Linked DNA regions of Gossypium hirsutum: region 2 is linked to region 1. The links are chromatin contacts, called in public Hi-C maps. All regions are on one chromosome and are shown on one strand. Each heading gives the region's core, a stretch centred on a gene start, on an enhancer-like site or on the middle of the called end of the contact. The rest is flanking DNA. Distances are from core to core; before and after follow the strand shown.

The links. Hi-C and Micro-C count contacts between places; a contact is called where the count stands out from the background.
Region 2: a Hi-C map of leaf shows a contact between it and region 1, with 2.1 times the contacts expected there. The contact joins the promoter of LOC107894447 here to the promoter of LOC107893231 in region 1. A contact is called at or near these places in 2 of 34 Hi-C or Micro-C datasets (both in leaf).

What each region holds. Positions count from the first base shown.
Region 1 is chrA13:104,641,122-104,645,097 of Gossypium_hirsutum_v2.1, reverse strand. It overlaps LOC107893231 (calreticulin), which reads left to right and starts at 1,860. Exons shown (of 14, transcript XM_041085558.1): 1 at 1,860-2,048; 2 at 2,863-2,970; 3 at 3,055-3,247; 4 at 3,533-3,791; 5 at 3,892-3,948. The coding sequence starts at 1,937.
Region 2 is chrA13:104,873,148-104,877,123 of Gossypium_hirsutum_v2.1, reverse strand. It overlaps LOC107894447 (probable pectinesterase 29), which reads left to right and starts at 1,851. Exons shown (of 5, transcript XM_016819721.1): 1 at 1,851-2,056; 2 at 2,165-2,324; 3 at 2,408-2,611; 4 at 2,693-2,940; 5 at 3,043-3,214. The coding sequence starts at 1,851. The coding sequence ends at 3,214.

The DNA of each region.
Region 1 (3,976 bases), core at 611-3,110:
TTACATAATTCTTAAATTTATACAAAACTATTCCTATAAATTTTTTCATAGATGTCATTGACATTACTTTCCATGCATAAAGTTATTTTTCAATATTTTTCTTATTAAAATTTACTTAATTTCTATATTTACTTATTACCTAATCATCATGCAAAGCACAAAAATAAAGAAATCCAACAAAAACAAAATAACTAAATTTGGAAATACAAATGCTTTATAAAATAAAAATAAAAAGCCGAAGATTGAAATTTTTTTGGAAGAAAAATATAATAAGAACAAGAAAAAAAATCAATCACGAGTTAAAAATAGAAAAGAAAAAATGAATTTAAAAATTTGTTCTTTTCCAACCAGTTGCTGGAAACTGGAATTAAGTTCTTGCGAACCACAGTTGAGACAAATAGAAGAGAAGAAAAACTGACACATTTTAAAAAAAATGATTAATAAATTTTATTACCATTTTTTGTATTGCTGAAAAATAATAATTAATTGATAAACATATACATAAATTTGTATTAATTTTTATATTCTAAATAAATATTATTTTATATTAAACATATTGGTTTTATAATTAATATAGTATTTTTTATTCTAATATAATATAACACATTTCTAATTTTATTTTACATTCGATTTTATATGCCTCAATATGTTGGGAATTTGAATGGTTGATTACAATTTTTAATTTTAATTATATTAAGTATTTGCCATTTAAATATATTTTTATTGAAAAATTGTAATAAATTAGCAAAAGATATGGTAATTTGAGATAAAATACAATATAACATGACTAATACATCACACATCCCTTTAAATAATATCATTTCAAAATAAAATAAAAACAATGTAAAATTTTTTTATCTTTAAGTAATTACTATTACAAATTATATAAATAATTTAAAATTAAATTGTCATCGATTAAAAACATAAATACAAAAAAAAAATTCTAAATTGAGTTGTAATAACAAACTATGCACCGCATTAAATAAATCGAAATAAATTATATGAAAAAAATAAAATAAACTTACTATAAATAATTATGTTAATATATACAAATATTAACAAAAAAAAAGTTCCAATAAATTTATCAAAACATCTATAACATAATAAACATATTAAAAACACTAAACAAACATAATAAACATTAAAATTTATGTTTGTTTATTTAACATTATTTATAATTGAAAATCATTTTTAACCCAAAACACTTTTAATGGACACGAAATAATGGTATGAAACAGTGACGCCACTTTATCTGTATCATTTTTTTAATAGTTTAATGCTATATTAAAATTTTCATTTTGAATTTCAATATTTTCATTTTGAAAAAAAAATCAAAATCAAATAAAAATCTTGAAATTTAAGATGAAATTGCTTATGTGGTATTAAGCTATTGAAAATAAATAATATCCATCTTTCATACTATTCTTTCTTTGGACGAGAAATGATTGTATGAAAGAGTGACGTCACATCATTTATTTATTTTTTTCAATAGTTTAATATCATATCAATATTTTTATCTTAAATTTCAACATTTTTAACTTAAAAAAATAAAATAAAATAAAAATCTTAAAATTTAAAATAAAATTACTGATATGATATTAAAATAATATATCTCTTCCGTATAATACTTTCTGTTAAAGGATCTCATAAAATAGTTGCAACTTGCAACTAATTTGAAATTCTAAAACGTAACTCCTTAAACTCCTAGCCAAACAAGCAGAAACTTTTCTACGTGTCATGCAAAACTTCTTTCCAATAATTTTACGCCACGTCAATCCAATGACACTGACGAATGACATGTCTACAAATCATTGGCCCACGTCATATTTAGCCAATACCTGCACCTCAAAAACCAGTGAGTTCAACCAATATATAGAGGAACCCACAATCGGTCTCGCCCTCGGTCTGCAGCTCTACTTATTCTTTTTTCTCTTAGATGAGTACAACCATGGCGAATCACAAACCGTTCCCTAATTTCTTATCTCTTATTCTCCTCTCTCTCGTCGCCATCGCCTCTGCTGAAGTTTTCTTCGAAGAACGCTTCGAAGGTAAACTATTTTCTTTACTCATTTCTCTCGGTTTTCGAGTACTAAATTTTTTCTGTCGTATCTCAACCTTTAGATCGGCTTGTTTTTTTGTCATTTGGATCTGTTTTTTTTAGATGTTTTAGCTTTCTGTTTGATCTAATTTGTACGAATCGGGGATTTATATGTTTTCTTTTGGCAGTCGGATTTTTTTCATTTGTTTCTTTACTCAAATACTTAATTACGTTTAGAAGTGCAATTAATTCGAGTAGATCAACTGATGATCTGCTTTCCTAATTCAGTTCTAGATAAAATTAGTGTTAGAAATGTAGTTTAATTGCGATAAAAAAATGACAGTGAATGTTACGGTCACTGACTTTTCAGTTTTGATCTGTAACTGTAGAGGATGGTAGAAATAATGGTAATTAATATATTATTATTTGTCGTTTTGTTATTCATTTTATTCCTTCATTTTATAGTAATTGGCTAATTACGAGTCAAGTATGTCTTTTAAATAAGGGGATGAAAACGTTAACTTGACAAAAATAAGTGATGAAAACGTTAATTTTAGAAATGTGAGAGGGAAATAACTAAAAGTTATCCTTTTTAGCTGCAAGGATAGAAACCATAGCAGAGCAGAAATTGCATCTATTTACAAATTGTGTACTCTTTCTAACATTCCTTAGATTCTGTACTCTTTCGAACAAATGAGTGAGAACTTATGAAAAGGAAGCTACTTTTGCTTTAATTGAACTTTTTTTTAGTTTTCATTGTCTCCGAAAAGCTTAATTGTACTTCTCTTCGCTGATTTTGCTTTTCTATTGTCCTGAAACTTTAGATGGATGGGAAAGTCGTTGGGTAAAATCTGACTGGAAGAAAGATGAGAACATGGCTGGGGAATGGAATTACACTTCTGGAAAATGGAATGGAGATCCTAATGACAAAGGTAACCTTCTGGAATTACTCATAACTTGGTATAGATAAAGGCTATGTTTCAAGTTAGTTACCTATGGCTCTGCGTTTTGCACAGGTATTCAAACTAGTGAAGACTACAGGTTTTATGCTATTTCAGCTGAGTTCCCAGAAGTTAACAACAAGGGCAAGACTCTAGTCTTCCAATTTTCTGTGAAGCACGAGCAGAAGCTTGACTGTGGTGGTGGCTACATGAAGTTGCTCAGTGATAACATTGACCAGAAGAAATTTGGTGGCGACACCCCGTACAGGTTGGTGCATGCCCTTTGATCCAACCTATTAATGTTTCTAATTGATATTTACGGAGGGTTGAACCTCCACCACAACAAGTATTGGGTGCTCCCACTCTGTGAATGTGCTGCCTGTTCAAGCACTTGTATTCTCAGCAGAGTTACTCTTTGAACTCACTTGAGCTTTCTATAGAGTCGGGAGACAACCTCTACTTGCAACAAAACTAGATGCGTTGGTGTTTGACCCTCAACAATATTATTGTTCAATTTACTTATTTTTTTTTTTGTTATGTTGATTGATTCCAGCATCATGTTTGGACCTGATATTTGCGGCTACAGCACCAAGAAAGTACATGCCATTCTTACATACAATGGGACAAATCACTTAATCAAAAAGGAAGTTCCTTGCGAGACTGACCAACTCACTCATGTTTATACATTCATTCTCCGTCCAGATGCTACCTACAGCATCCTTATTGATAATGTTGAGAAACAAACTGGTAGCTTATACACTGATTGGGATCTCCTCCCACCAAAGAAGATCAAGGATCCTGAGGCCAAGAAGGTAATTGGTCGCACCCTATCCCAATTGATATATTTTTTGGTTTACTTTTTTCTCATATGCATTATGAATACGCAACTTAAGTACTTTGCACGATGGGCAGCCTGAAGATTGGGATGACAAGGAATACATCCCTGATCCTGAAGACAAAAAGCCAGAGGTAATAACATTCTCTTATCCTACATTGT
Region 2 (3,976 bases), core at 602-3,101, 230 kb before region 1:
GTTTATATGGTCCCAGTTTTCATGCCGAATTACAAATCCTTTAGAAGGAATACATGCTTTTAGTGCCAAAAGGAAGAATTCGACATGTTTTTCATACCATAAAAGACAAGTTTCCTGAGATTAAGATACAAAGAAAGTTTTTTTTTATAACCATAATCATAAACAAGTTAGTTTTTTTTTATCAAAATCATAAACAATTTAAATAACAATTTGGTTAGCAATGATTATTTTCAAATGCTTCAAATGACTGCAAAGTAAGATGGTCGAGTCCAAAATGATGAGCAAAATTATCGCACCAAAATGTGCAACACAAGGAGTTTAAGTATCAAGAGAAGCCATTCAAGGGAAATGTTTACAAAAGTAGATATTGTTATACTTAAATCTTGCGAAACCGCCTCATGATACATTGCTCTTGCAAGGTGTTCCATGAGCTAAGATAATTTGTGACAACAAGTTTTGTCAGTCAAGGCCAGGCCCACAGCTAGGAGAGCACACCCTAAAGGGACCACACCTTTGACAAAGACATCATGTCTACCGTATGTAAAATTTACTCGTTGTCTTGACATGATGACTCATACTTAAGAGGAAGTGACGTCAATAAATCAACTAAGTTTTAGGGAATATGAAGCCAATAGAAAAAAAACATGTGGTACCTCAAGAAGGAACAATGATACCCTTTAAAAGATCCCTCAAGAACGAGGGATAGGGCGCTCTCTCTCTTCCAACTGTCGTCTCCCAAATTCCTCCATCTCTCATACTATATTATCTACAACTCTCCACCCACTAAGCGAACCGTCCTCAATCACCGTCATCTCTGCTTTGTATTGAAAATACAAATTTCAACTCAGTTGAATCTTGTTATGATACCCAAAACAAGATTTTGCAATGCATACACAAAGTAAATGAGTTCAAGTTAGAACAAAGTGTATATAATTATACCAGCTAAAGGTTTCTCGGTCCTTTTTAGCTTTGGCTTTCGCATGTAACGTCTCTGTTTTCTCCTTGCTCTCTTGACTTATCTAGTGGTGGCTCCTTGCTATTCTCTTTTCTTTCAGCTTTGGTTTTCTCTGGTTTTCTCTTACTTGGAGCTCTTTCTTTCTTTGTTTTTTTTCTCACCCTTGAGCCCCCTTAAGCTTGGACTTTTTAAAAGCCAAATTTTCTTCTTTTATTTTCCCCCTTGCCATGTTGCTTCTCTATCACATTTAATTTTTGTACTTTTTCTCTACTTTCACATGGTTATTCCTTGCCTTGTCTTGTACCCTCTCTTTGCTTTTAATTGTTGTCCTTTTTGTTCTTTCCCTTTGCAAAATATGGCTGCCATCTTCGCATGCATGGTCATCTCTTTTATATGTAATATTAATAACAATCACAAATAAATAAAAAGTCAAAGTCAAAGTCAAAGTCAAAGTCAAAATCAAAAATCAAAGTCAAGCCCCCCGAAATTTGAAATAAAAATTAACTTGGACTTTCAAAATTGAAGCTGAAAATTTTAATTATATGGATTACAACACCTATAAATTAGTGTCCTTTTTCATTATGAGTAAAAACGGTTTCAAAGCCATCTATGGAAAGCAGATTTTTGGGTGCTAATATGGTTTTCCCCTTATTAAGGAAAGTTATGCCTTGTTGGTCAACACAGCCTTGAGTTGTCTGGCTCACCCTAGTACCAGATTCTTTCATAATAATCTATCAGAAAATGGCTTATTTTCCCAATTTTGCCAGATAAACTGCCAAAAAGAAGAAAACAAATGTTAACTTTCCAGTTCAAACATATTATCTCAAATGGTATATATATTGACCCAAGTCATTCTATTTTTCTACAATACTTAAGCTCCTATTCCATTAAAAAAATGCAGTTTTTCAATTTCTTCCTCAACAGTAGTTTGCTGGTTTTAGTCCTCTCGATGTCAACCAAGACAGATGGTCAAGTTAGAAAAACTATCATAGTAGATCAATCAGGCCATGGGAGTTTCACCACTATTCAAAATGCCATTGATTCTGTTCCATCAAACAATGAAGCTTGGACACTTATTCATGTTAAAGCCGGTATCTACAAGTAATATATTTACCGCTGAAGCTCTTTGGTGTATATATATATATATATTTGCGGACCAATGAAGTGGTTTATTTATAGCTCTAATCTTATGCTTTAATATTTGTTTAGTGAAAAGGTGACTATCCCTAGAGATAAACCAAGAATTCTTCTTCAAGGAGAGTCATACAGGTCGACAATTGTCCAGTTTGGAGATGGGGGTGACTCTATTAAAAGTTCTACACTCTCTTTGTATGCTGACGATTTTGTTGCCATGGATATAACATTCAAGGTCTATCAACTTTAACTTTTTGCACGTTCAAGTCTAAAAATATTCACAATTATATTGAACAAATAACCTTTTTTGTTTGACAGAATACTTACAATCTTGAACCTGGAACACCAATTACATGGGCACCAGCAGCTCTGATCAATGCAGACATGGCTGCATTTTATCGATGTCGGTTTATAAGTGTACAAGATACACTGACAGATTCAGAAGGTCGTCATTACTTTGAAAATTGTTATATTGAAGGTGCTGTTGATTTCATATGGGGAAACGGAAGATCAATTTACCAAGTAGGCATTGACTCGATTATAATCACACGAATCTCTCTCTCTCTGTGATTGAGGTATATTTACACTCAAAGTTTCATGTAGGGATGCAATTTAAATGTAACGGCATCGGCTCAACGTAGCGGCATGGCGGCTTATATCACCGCTCAAGCTCGGGATAGCGTAGTTGATCATAGTGGTTTCGTGTTCAAAGAGGGATGGATATTCGGAACAGGTCCTGCTTATCTAGGAAGAGCATATAAACCTTATGCCAGAGTATTGTTTTACCGCACGAGGATGTCGGGTATCATCGTACCACAGGGTTGGTCAGCGTGGAATTATGTTAAGAAAGAGTAAGATTTTTAGGCCTTGGAATTTTTTTTATCTTTGTTGGAACTAATGAGTCAATTAGGCATGGTTAGTTTTTGATAGTTTCATTGATAAAATTTGTGCAGAAATAGTATAGTTTATGCCGAAGTAGATTGTACAGGAGCAGGGGCAAACAAGTCGAAGCGTGTGGCATGGGAGAAGAAGCTGTCGTCTAAGGATTTGAGCTATTTATTAGATATCAACACTTTCATAAACAATGGAAGCTGGATCCAAAGACAACCTAAGAGAGGCTCTTAAACATGTTTTTTTTTTCCTTCTCTTATAACACTTGTTGCTTAGACGTTTTGGTTTGTTAGCTAATTTTGTTGGAGTTCAAATTTTTTTCTTCCTTTTTTAAAGTTTTGTTTCGAATAAAATGTTGATGAATCTAAAGTTTTTGATCCGTTTTTATTTATCACCTTTGATTTCGCAATTTGTGACCCTCAGCACTTTCATCATCATCATAGCCCTCACCTCAAGTTCAACCCCTCCCCTCAAATAATCACTTAAGGCTAGGCTAAATCAATATTTTACGGAGTTAAAAATTATAGTTTATGCTTATCCAAATTCAATTCGATTCAAATTAGAAATTTAATTTTATTTAAGTTTATTCATATTTATAAATAATTAATTTAAACTTAATTTAAGATCATTTATATTAGTCTTTAATTTTTTAAAAAATATTTATATTATTTTTAGTTTAATATTTAATAGTTTTACATATCTTTTTTATTTATTAAATTTTTTATATAGACATTATAACATTTTTTTAATATTATATTGGGTAAATATATATTTTGCCCCCTAAAATTTTCCATTTATATCTAGTTGATACTACTTTTTGGACCTAGTTCATACTTGAACTTGTATTCCATCAACAATGGTGGTATCTCTGTACTGATACTGTTAGTTTGTACTGACGTGACACTGGTAACCAATCTAGCGATGACACATGGTAACTTCTTAGTATGCTACATGGCAAAACATAAATAAAAAAATTTTAAAATGTAGAAATTAATA